Regions from separate parts of the Capsicum annuum genome. Here region 2 is linked to region 1. The links are chromatin contacts, called in public Hi-C maps. All regions are on one chromosome and are shown on one strand. Each heading gives the region's core, a stretch centred on a gene start, on an enhancer-like site or on the middle of the called end of the contact. The rest is flanking DNA. Distances are from core to core; before and after follow the strand shown.

Region 1 (5,925 bases), core at 1,186-3,685:
TCAAAAAAAACTTCCCAGTCAAACAAAACAAACCTACTATCAATGAACATAAAAAGTAAGATTTTTTACGAGAATAACATCCCTGTTTCAATTGAAAGCCTCAGCTGATAAGAATACTCTCCCCAGCCAAAGACGAGATCAATCAAGTAGGCAGAAGGTTCATATATATTGATGAAAATAAAAGAACAAAAAGGAAACATTAGCTTTTGCAAGTCTAAAGAAAACATCCATCAGAACAGAAAACAAAATTTAGAATACTAACATCTCATATAAGAAAACTACAAGAACAAAACAGCGGAGCATAACATCTAACAAATCAAGCCTCAACTCTCTCAGGTGCTGCCTCCTCAGTGGCGTAGACAATAACCTTATTGGCAGGCTTTGCCAAGATATCAAAGTACTCTTGGAATGGAGATTTTGTGAAGCGAGTCTCTTTCCAGAAGTCTGGAGTGAGGAAGCCATAAGTCTTCATTAAACAATCGAAGGTAGCCTGCATACAGAATGAGCGATATTAGACTTGAACACAATTAGTACACCACCAGCAGATATACATTATAAACAAGTAACAAAGAACCAAGTAGACCCGACTCTAACATTCAACAAGAGAGGTCAGTGCTGGGAAAGCAAAGAATGGAATGTTTGTTCTGTAACAAAGATTTTATACTATATAAACACCATCACCCACGCTTTGGATAGAAATAACAGCTGGTTACAGTAAAAACTTCAATTATATTGCAGTCCCTTCTTTAAAACATGCAATAGAGTCATATTATAGCTTTCGAGGAACAAAAGGCTAATATCAAGCATTGCAGCATCCACATTCATGAATTAAAAGCATCCACATTCATGAATTAAACTTAACTAGAAATAAAAACACACAAGTATTACAGAAAATGGTAAGAACTATAATGGCACAGGCTCCTGTCCCACAATTTGACTTGCTTAACACTGCATTCAATAACTAAACACACTGTCCGAATTTAACTGATACTCTCAATATATCTACCATTTAGGAACTAACCTAAACAATTTTGTTTTGGACAATGACCATATTTGAAACTATAAAATTCGCAATTGTTACTATATCTGCGCTATACAATAAGGACACAAAAGCATGGATTAGATTGTATTGGTTCAAAGCACAAGATAAACATTTCTGTCTCATATGGTATAAGATTGTATTGGTTCAAAGCACAAGATAACATTTCTGTCTCATATGGTATAGATATACAACAAAGATCATATCTATTTACAAAATGTTTAACTGGATCAAACTACCCGGTCCGTCTAGACGCCTTTACATGTAGTCATCTCCATATTAGCTATTTCAAATATATTTAAATCAAAATGTACAGTTGGTTAATTTTTTTTTGGTTCAATGCCGTTTGGTACACCAGATGGAATAAGTAGGGATATTTATTATCTGGTGTAACAAACAACCATAAATATAATGTTATACACATCAATTCTTAAGATATGGTATCAGTAGATATAGTAAACATATAATCATGTAATTAAGGATACCACAACAGATTATTAGAACATAGTAATAGAACCAACACACAATCATAAAAGATCGAACCTTGACGAAGTTGCCAAGGGTTTTGGTGGATCCACGAGAAGAGGTGAAGACATCTTCAATACCAGCAAACTGAAGAACCTTCTTAGGGACACGAGCAGCAACAATACCAGCACCACGAGGAGCAGGGACCATTCTCACAGTGACAGAACCACATTTCCCAGTAACCTTACAAGGCACTGTGTGTGGCTTCCCAATCTTGTTCCCCCAGTAACCTCTCCTCACTGGAATCACTGATAACTTCGCCAATATAATCGCTCCGCGAATAGCAGTAGCCACTTCCTTCGAGCACTTAACACCCAGTCCAACGTGACCATTACCGTCACCGACAACAACAAAGGCCTTGAACCGGGTTCTCTGACCGGCACGTGTCTGCTTCTGAACCGGCATGATTTTCATCACTTCGTCCTTGAGTGATGGTCCTATGAGGTTATCGATGATTTGATACTCCTTAATTGGGAGTGAATGGAGGTAGATTTGCTCCAGTGACTTTATTTTCCCGTCTTTCACCAGTCTTCCTAGCTTTGTGACCGGAACCCATTTCTCCTCCTCTGTATCACGGCGGGGACGACGACCCCCACGGCCCCTTCCGCCGCGGTCGCCGCCTCTTCCACCCCTTCCTCCAAATCCACGGCCGAATCCTCCTCTTTCCGCCATGGTTGTTGCTTTCAAGGATTAGGTATACGGCTAAGGATTTTAGCTATATACTGCAGATGCTGCAGAGAGAGAAGTGTGTGAGAAGGAAAGTGGGAAGATGGAGAATGAAGGGGTTGGTTTATAAGGGCTAGGGTTTTTTTGATGCGGTAGAATTTGGGCATGAGGGAAAGCAGGTCAGCCCATAGCAAGTAAGGCCCAAAGCTTGGTGTTCCTTTACGAGCTTCTAATTTTTAGATATTTTTGCAACAGAAAAGGACCGAAACTCCTCTCAACAATTTGAAATGGAGTAAAATTACCATTTATTTATTTTTTAGCTTAAAAATATTCTCTATTTATTCTTTGGCTCAAAACTATTTTCTTATTTATTTTCTTAGCTAAACAATATTTTTCACTTTAATAAAGTGTCATCAAGTAAACCACATGAAAACAAATTATTCTATGTTCAGTCCGCATCAGTATCTCATTTATAAAAAAGGGATAAAAATATCATTGAACTATTTAAAATGAAGCAAAAATACTTTTCTTTTTGTTTTTTAACTCAAAAATATTCCTCTGTTTGTTTTTTGACTCACAAATACTGCTATGAAAAAAAATTACCACATGATCAGTCTACATTAGTATCTCATTTAATACTCAAATTGACCCACTTAATCATTCAACTTAACATCCCATTTAATATCTGTACCCGATTCGTATTCAAAAAGTTTGACACGTCTTCACTTAAACTCTCTCCAGAAAATTAATGCAAATCAAAAATTTTGAGAAAAACAGAAAGCCCTTAATATATGGTTTGAAATTTTTCATATTCTTTGACATGATAAAAACGGATCAAGTTTCGACTCATATATTAAAGACTTTTTTTTTCTCTCAAAATTTTAGTTTGCATCAATTTTTTTTGGAAAATTCAAGTGAAATGAAGAGTGGATCCATCTTTACTCTTTACTTATGAAAACGATTTGAATATTTTGAAGATAGATCAAGTACAGTAAATGAGTTGTTAAATTGGATGGTTAAGTGGTTCACCTTGGTATTAAATGGGATGTTGACGTAGACTGACATGTGATGATTTTTTTTCATATAGTGTGCTTGATGGCACTCCATTAAAGTGAGGAGTATCAATGGGCCAAAAAATAAACTAAGGATATTTTCAAGTCAAAAAATAAATTGAGGGTATTTTTTAGTCAAAAAATAAATAGAGGATATTTTTGCTCTATTTTAGATAGTTTAGGGATAGTTTCCTTTTTCGTAAATGAGATACTAATGAAGATTAACCATGTGGTAATTGTTTTTCACTTGGTGTGCTTGGTGGCACTCTGTTAAGGCGAGGGGTATTTTTTAATCAAAAAATAAATGAAAAGATATTTTTGAACAAAAAATAAATGAAAGTATTTGTGCTCCATCTCAAATAATTTACAAGTAGTTTTGATCCTTTTTCGTTCTTGCAATTAAAAAAAATTGTTGTTCTAGCATAGAGTCTTAGTGGAATTATTTTTTACAAAAATTCATTTATGGGGTGTAGATTGGAAGAAAATGAAATTGATGGTCAATGATATGATAGTGAGAAAACTGAAAACATGAGGGATTAATGGTATTTAAGTGGATTTTATGAGTCATATAAGGAGCATATATACATTATATAAAAATGTATTATAGGCTTATATACGCTTTCATATATTATTAAGGTATTTTTGAGTCAAAATCAAAAATAAATAGAGGATATTTTTACTTCATTTTAAATAGTTTAGAAATAGTTTTGTCTCTTTTTCGTAAATGAGATGCTAACATGCACTGATCATGCGGCAATTTTTTTTTCACTTGGTGTGTTTGGGGCACTCTGTTAAGAAAAAGGGATATTTTTAATCCAAAAAATAAATAAAAAGGTATTTTTAAATAAAAAATAATTGAAAATATTTTTGTTCCATTTCAAATAATTTAGAAGTAAATGTGACCCTTTTTCATTTTTACAATTAAGAAAATTTGTTGTTCCGGCATAGAGTTTTAGTGGATTTAAAAAAAAAATCATTTATAGGGTGTATATTGGAAGAAAATGAAATTGATGATCAATGTGTGATGGTGAGAAAACTGAAAAATAATGGATTGGTGGTGTTTAAGTGAATTTTGTGAGTCATATGAGGAGCATATGTACATTGTATAAAAATATAATAGAGGCTTATATGCACTCATATAGTACGTGTATTGCACATATATTTTGTTTATTCAATTAAATGAGAAGTTTGAAACAAATTTATAAATTAAACTTTATAAAAAAATAAACTGCAAATTCCAAAACAAATAATCAAAAGTGATTATATTTATTAAAATTGTGAGTATAATTTTGTATTGTTTTATTGAATTCTTCTTTACTAAATTTTTTTCGTGATGCAAGAACATATTTGGACCTTCGTGAATATACTAAAATCCTAATATTTAGGACTCATAACTAAATTCCTAATATTAAAATCATAGGTATAATTTAGTTTATTTGAAATTAAAACTTATTTTTAATAATGTTTGATATCTAGCTCTCTGGATATCTTTATCATTTCTTCAACTATGTCTTCAATATCTCTCATCAAAACTAGGGAACTACATACCAATGTTCATCTTTATTGTCAATATATCTGTCCATATATAAGCTATACCATAAGTTATTTATAACGGAAGAATGATAATCGATTTCTTGCTTAAGTTGAGAGGCAAATCTAAAAGGTGTTATATTCCGGCTACTTTACAAGCAGTAATATCACGATCCAAAATAAGATCATGATCAGCGCTAAAGAATTTAGGACTCCAAAGCAAGCCTCATCATAATTCTATAGAAAAATCGGACAGAGTTTTCACTGTTTTTAGGCTTATCAAGAAAATTCCTTGTCTCAAATCAATAGTACCACAACCAACACATCAATAACACCAACACAATCCACCACCATGCTCAACAAGTCACCAACACCACCAAATAATAAAAGGAATCCATTTCTAAAACATAAGAAAGTTCAATACTCTACAAGTTCAAAATAACGAAAGAATACTCAGAACTCTAAAGATATGACTATGGAGCGACTCTAAGAGTTTGCAAGAAACAGAATATAATAAATAAATAAACTTCTGCCTACGCGAACAAATGCAGGGCTCGCCAGGAATATGCTACCTCGGGATCTCTAGCTAACGCAATCCTCACTATCACCTGCATTCTTTGTAAAAATAATAGCGAGGAGTGAGACACTAGCTCAGTGAGTAATAACACTGAACCACAACAGTTCTAATGGGTACAAGTCATAAAACATCATGAAATAACGCTATTTCAGGAAACAGTAACAATAAACAATATCATCATTTCATGTAAGCCAAGTGAACTAATAGTTCAGTGATAAACTCAAAAAGTATTGTATCATATCAAATATTACATATTTGGGAGGTTTCCAAGAATAAATCATGTAATCAGTGTGGCATTCTTCATCAAGAATAGCCCATAACAGTGGACCCCTCATAAAAAAGTCAAATATCATATCAGTAAGTCCCTACTCGAGGGAGATTAGTAACAGTATGCTAGTTCTACCTTCCCACTAGCGAGGGTTATAATAGTCATCAGTAAATACAAGGTGCATCAGGTCTAACGATTCTGCCGTTAGCTACGGGATTCAAATCAAGGTCTACTCCCATTTATAAATTCCTTGTAAACAATAGGATGT
Region 2 (5,838 bases), core at 2,303-4,802, 140 kb before region 1:
TCACCTCCTACCCTGACCCCCACCCCACCAGCCCCCATCCCTCAAAAAGAAAATACATGTTTTTAATTTCCTTCTTAGAAAATTTTATATTCTTTTCTTATCTCACCGCTACTTAAATGCGACCTCACCTATACTAAACCCCTTACGCCAATTTTTTTTTAAAAAAAATTTACAAAATTTTTTTTACCCCATCCTCAACCACCACCTACCAGCCCCCTCTCCTATGAATTGCTTTTTTATTTTTAAATTTACTTTCTAAAAGGTTTCAAAGAAAATTCCTTACCCCAACCCCATCCCCATTCCCTACCAGCCTCCTCCCCCACAAAAAAAATATTTTTTTTTAAAAAAATACTGTTTTTCTTACCCTACCCCTTACCACTACCCCGACCCCTCACTCCATTACCCCCACCCTCAATATTTAAAAAGAAATATCTATACTTTTTTACCCCCACCCCTTATTTAATTCATTATCATTGTTTTGTGTTAAATATACAAATAGTTTTAGAAAATATTTTCCTACCTACATAACAAACACAAGAAAATAAGTAAGATACAATTTGTTTTTCTAGAAATATTTTTTGGATTCCATACAGAACACACCCATGGCATGCAAAAGGTGCAGTCAAATTTGTGCTTGTCGTTGGTTTCGCGTCTCAAACACAAAAAAGAAATGAAATTTATTACTATAAAAATGAATCTGATTATATTTTATTTATTTTGATATACTTTTTTATTAATTTTTAAAAATTTACATGAATTTAACAACTTAATATATTTACATGGCATAATTTGTGACATATTAGTAGGAAGAAAATTATTTTATTAACAATTATTAGTAAATTTAACATTTATGATAATTAAGGATATTTTACTAAACTTATCTGTTATGATATAATACTATATCTTCAAACTAAACAATAAAACTGTTTTAAACAACAATAAACGATACAATCCATCCAAATATTAATAATATTATAGGAAAAAGTCGTGGTTTCCACCCTAAGCTATACACGAAAAGTTGATGACACACTTAAACGATTGAGGTGACCTATTACACACCTATACTATATAAAAGTGAATTTACTTACTCCTTGCGATAGCCATGTTCAAGTTTAATGAGTGGAGTGGAGTACACTCGCCCTGTGGTGACGCCACGTATTTAGTTCGGTATTTCCTATTAAATTTAATCTTAATCCGACCCAAACCCATATATATGTTAAATAAATCGACCCAACCCAAATAATAGACCTAACCCAATTTATTACACCCTATCTGATCCATTTGGGTAGAATATGTATCGACAAACCCATTTTGAAGACCCTCAAAGATTGATGAACCCATTTCTTAGCTTTCTTGCAAATTTGAACCCGATAGAAGAGATGAACTAATTTTCTATGTTTTTCACTGTCAACTTCCCACTCTCTTTCTGTTTCAAGTTGAGTTAAATTGTTACGAGTTGAGTTCGTTTGCGTTCGCTTGATTTCAAGGTAGGGAATTGATACAAATTTGATACAAATGCCCAATCACGAAAAAAATAATTCAAATTTGAAGAAACACTTGAGGGAAGAAACAATTATCAAAATTTGAAGAAAAAAATTAAGAGAAAAGAACCATATTTTCTCACAATATAGTAAGAAATCAAACGATTAAAAAAATTTGGTTACCAATTCTTCAAACAAACGAACTTGAATTTCAATTTTGGATGACCAATTTGGGTTAGGGTTCTTGATTTGGGAACCCCAAATTAACTTAAATGGAGCTTTTTGGAAAATATATCTGTTGGATCTTTAATTTATTAAATTTTTAATGTTTTTGCCTTATTTTGAATTTTAAAAGGTTGGAAGCGCCTATATTAAGTGTAAGAAACGCACCTGAACATAGATGTTGTGGGTAGTATATAAATTCACTTTTATATAGTATAGGTGTGTAATAGGTCACCTCAATAGTTTAGGTGTGTCATCGACTTTTTGTGTATAGTTTAAAATGAAAACCATGCTTTTTTCGCTAATATTATACTGCATATCTATATCTATAATCTATATCTATATCTATAATCTATATCTATATCTATATCTATATCTATAATCTATAATCTATATCTATATCTATAATCTATAATCTATAATTTATAATCTATATCTATAATCTATAATCTATAATATATTAAAAGTGTGAAGACCCTAGAAAAGTGATTTGAACTTTTTGTCCTTCGTTAAAATATTATGCAATAGACAAAATCGTCTTTTCACTCTTTTTAAATTATTATTTAATTATATTTATTATATTTTAAAGTAAAGAGTCCCAAAACATATGGTAAATTTTACAAACTAAAGAGTACTAAAATATATTGTAAATATTATTAAGCAAAATAATATTTATAGGGTTCTAAATTATACTATTAAGGGGAGGAGAGAAAATTGAAAAAGTAGTACATTTCTTTTTCGGCTAAAAAATAATAAAGAAATATACTTTTTTGGGGCTAAACAAGAAATACATATTAATGACTAACTCCCTATTAAAGAATAAGTTAAAATTGGGAAAAGTTCAAAAAGGCAAAAAAGAAAGGAAAAAAAATAATAAACTTATTATTATTATTATAATATTAACAAATAATAAATTAAAACCAATTAAATATGTTATTAAATTTATCTCTTACCTGTTTTTGTAGTTTGGTAAAAAAGTTTGGGTAATTAAATTATTTTCCTAATAATTAAGGATTTGAAACCAACTAAAGTAATATATTATTTTTTCCATATTTGAGTTATGTAATTTAGAACTTTCAAATCAACTAATATTAGATATTAATTTTTCCTTATTTAGGACTTTTTTATATATAGAGATAAAAAATACAACATCGCAAAATTCTGAGGTATGCCTCTAATTTCGAACACCTTTTTTCCTTTGGTGAATTTTGATTTTTTTTCCAAGATATTTATTTTCCTTCAAAATTCAGTTGCATAACATGAAAATCTAATTTTCTTTTTTCTTCGTCATCGATGTTTGTTCTTCTACTTTATTATTTTTCTTTCGCCATCGATATTCATTCTTCTTCTATTTTATTATAATTATTTTTGTTATTATTAATTTATTATAAGTAGTTGTGTTATATATTTTTACGCTCATATATAATGTAACTTTATTATTTAGAATATGTTTTTGTGCATCAATATAATTTTGACTTTTGATATCAATAACGAAATTTTTTCACTACATTTAATTTATTCCTTAATTATTAGTGTGATAACGAATTATCATTATATTAATTTGAGATTGTTGTAAGAACCTGCAGATTTCAATATTTGCTCTCTATATCTATATAAACATATCTAAGTTTATACATACATACATATATATATATATATGAAATTACTTTTGATTTTTAGTTATTTAATTTATTATGTAGTATTATAGAGACATCAAATCTCAAAGTATAATGTTAATTATCAAAGAGAGTGCTTATATTAAAATATATGCTTATGCTTTAAAAAGTGATTCGATAAAATTATTTAATTTTAAATAATCAAATATTTTAGTATTATTAGATCATGGCAGACGACCATCCAAAGTTCAAACAAAGTATAAATATTTGAGAATGTTGTACTAATAAGGACCTGGATTTCCCCCAACTTTTGTCGGATTTCCATATCCAACAAAGAAAGAGAACCCCGCCGCGTTTTCAAACTAAGTCGTCTCCGAGCAATCAGTTTGTCAGGCGGAAATCTAGTTGTAACTTGTAAGTGATCAACCCCCTCGCAGTTTCTGCCTTTAGATTTTCCTCTTATACTATTTATTTGCACTTGTTGCAAATTCAAAATCTAAATTTTGAATATTAAATAGTATTAAAGTACTCTAATTCAATTTAACTTTAAAAAAATTATTTATATTTACTCTCGTGCAGCGAAAGAAATTATGACAATTTAACAGGAACGGAGGGAGTATCATGATAGTTTTGACAAATGTCGTTAGCAGGTCAATGTATATGAAAGTTAGGAGATTCAAGCTGTGTAGGGCAATATCTGTTTTTCCTTTTCTGTTGTTTTTGTTCGTTTGTTGGATTACTAGATGGGGATTTCGATATCATAGGGCAAGACAAGTTTTCCTTAGATTAGTTCTTAGGTAAATAGGTAATTAGAGGACTTCTATGTGATGTTCATAATGAGTAACCAACATTGCTATGTGATCAACAAGTTTTCTAAGTTGATGTAGAGTAGCAAATTTGGGTTGGTTAGCGGTACATTATGTAATTGGAAGCTGACTAAGCTTGCAAAAATTAGCGGAATAAAAAGAAGAAATTGAGAGGGTCGAAGAGCCAAGTAAAAACTAGGGCTAGTTCATTTCTCAAAATATAGGTAAGTCCTTTCAAAAGAAGTTATTTATATGGAAGTAGGACAGAATTGAGCTAACATGCTTCTGTAAGCTATGTTGCTCGGACTCTTAAAAAATGTCAACGGGTGCATGTCGAATTTCTCAAAAGTAGTGTATTTTTTGAGAATTGACACGGGTGCAACATTGAAAGTGAAGAGTGAGCCTCCTTATTCCTTTCCAGTTGCTTTAAAAGGCTTAAGAAATTCATTTCATATCAAATCTCTCTCCGTCAACTCTGCACCCTAGCATGTGGCCTAGTGGGCGAGAACTATGAGGTCTCAAGTTCAGATTCCAACATAGACCAAAATTCATTTCATATCAAATCTCTCTCCGTCAACTCTGCACCCAAGCATGTGGCCTAGTGGTCAATGAAGTGGGCGAGAACTATGAGGTCTCAAGTTCAGATTCCAACATAGACCAAAAAAATAGGCGATTTATTCCCATCTGTCTTAGCCTTGGTGAATATAGTTACCTGATACCTACTCTTGGTGGGAGGTGGAGGTATCCCGTGGAATTAGTCGAGGTGCACATAAGCTGGCTCAGACACCAAGGTTATTTTTTTTAAAAAAATTCTCCCTCCACCTCACCCTTGTCCTCAAAAGTGTTTAATGTAAACGTCAAGGGACTCAATCCAGTGTTCAGGAAGCGTGATGCGGAAAAAAGCGACAAAGCTCCGCATCACGCATTACGCGAAGCGTGAAGCGATGCGAGCGCATCATTGAAGTGAAGCAGTGAAGAAGAAGAAGGCGCAGTAGTGGTAGTCGCATAGTGAAGAAGAAGAAGGCACAATAGTGGGCTTCAAAGTTAAACTGAGAAAATTGCAGCATTGGTAGTCACCACAGTAGACTTTAAAAAAAAAAAAAAATTAAAATTGACCCTAAATATAAAAACAACACGAAGTTTCTCTTTTTTCAATTTAAAATTGACCCTATGAATAAACTCAACATGATGCGCTCGCATCGCTTCACATCATCGCATTATGCGACGATGCGAGTGCATTCCTTAATGCTAACTCAATCTCTCCGGGATCAAATGGAAATTGTGTCGATTCATCGTATGTAAGCATTCTTGTTCCTATTGATCATCAAGATCAATATCTCCATATCTACAAGCATAATTACTTAATGTTTCTGAGATGGCTGATCTCGGTTCAAATGAAGACTTTCTGATGTAGACATCTATCTTAAGAATATGCATAGATTTTTCTGGAACACCTAGAGGTCCCAAGTAGTGCTCCACCCATAGATAAATTCCATCATGAGAACTCTCACTTGTCTTTCCATTTGAAGCTGTGACAATGCCTCCGGGGCTCATGCCTGAATCATTGATCATATTCTCACAAGCAGTAACAATAAAATGCACCTCTAATTCCACCATCTCTATTTGTTCAAGAGCGTTTGCAACACCTTCCTTCGTTTGGTTATCGTATTATTTGTTGTTGCTACTGTTCTTTTATCCTTTGTTTTCAACATG

Evidence for each region. Hi-C and Micro-C count contacts between places; a contact is called where the count stands out from the background.
Region 2: a contact with region 1 is called in a Hi-C map of leaf, with 2.8 times the contacts expected there. The contact joins the promoter of LOC107874071 here to the promoter of LOC107872992 in region 1. A contact is called at or near these places in 2 of 5 Hi-C or Micro-C datasets (leaf and placenta).

Annotation. Positions count from the first base shown.
Region 1 is chr6:174,167,394-174,173,318 of UCD10Xv1.1, reverse strand. LOC107872992 (40S ribosomal protein S2-3) reads right to left here and starts at 2,435. Exons shown (of 2, transcript XM_016719680.2): 1 at 1,583-2,435; 2 at 148-490. The coding sequence starts at 2,236. The coding sequence ends at 317.
Region 2 is chr6:174,312,353-174,318,190 of UCD10Xv1.1, reverse strand. LOC107874071 reads left to right here and starts at 3,552. Exons shown (of 14, transcript XR_007056495.1): 1 at 3,552-3,733.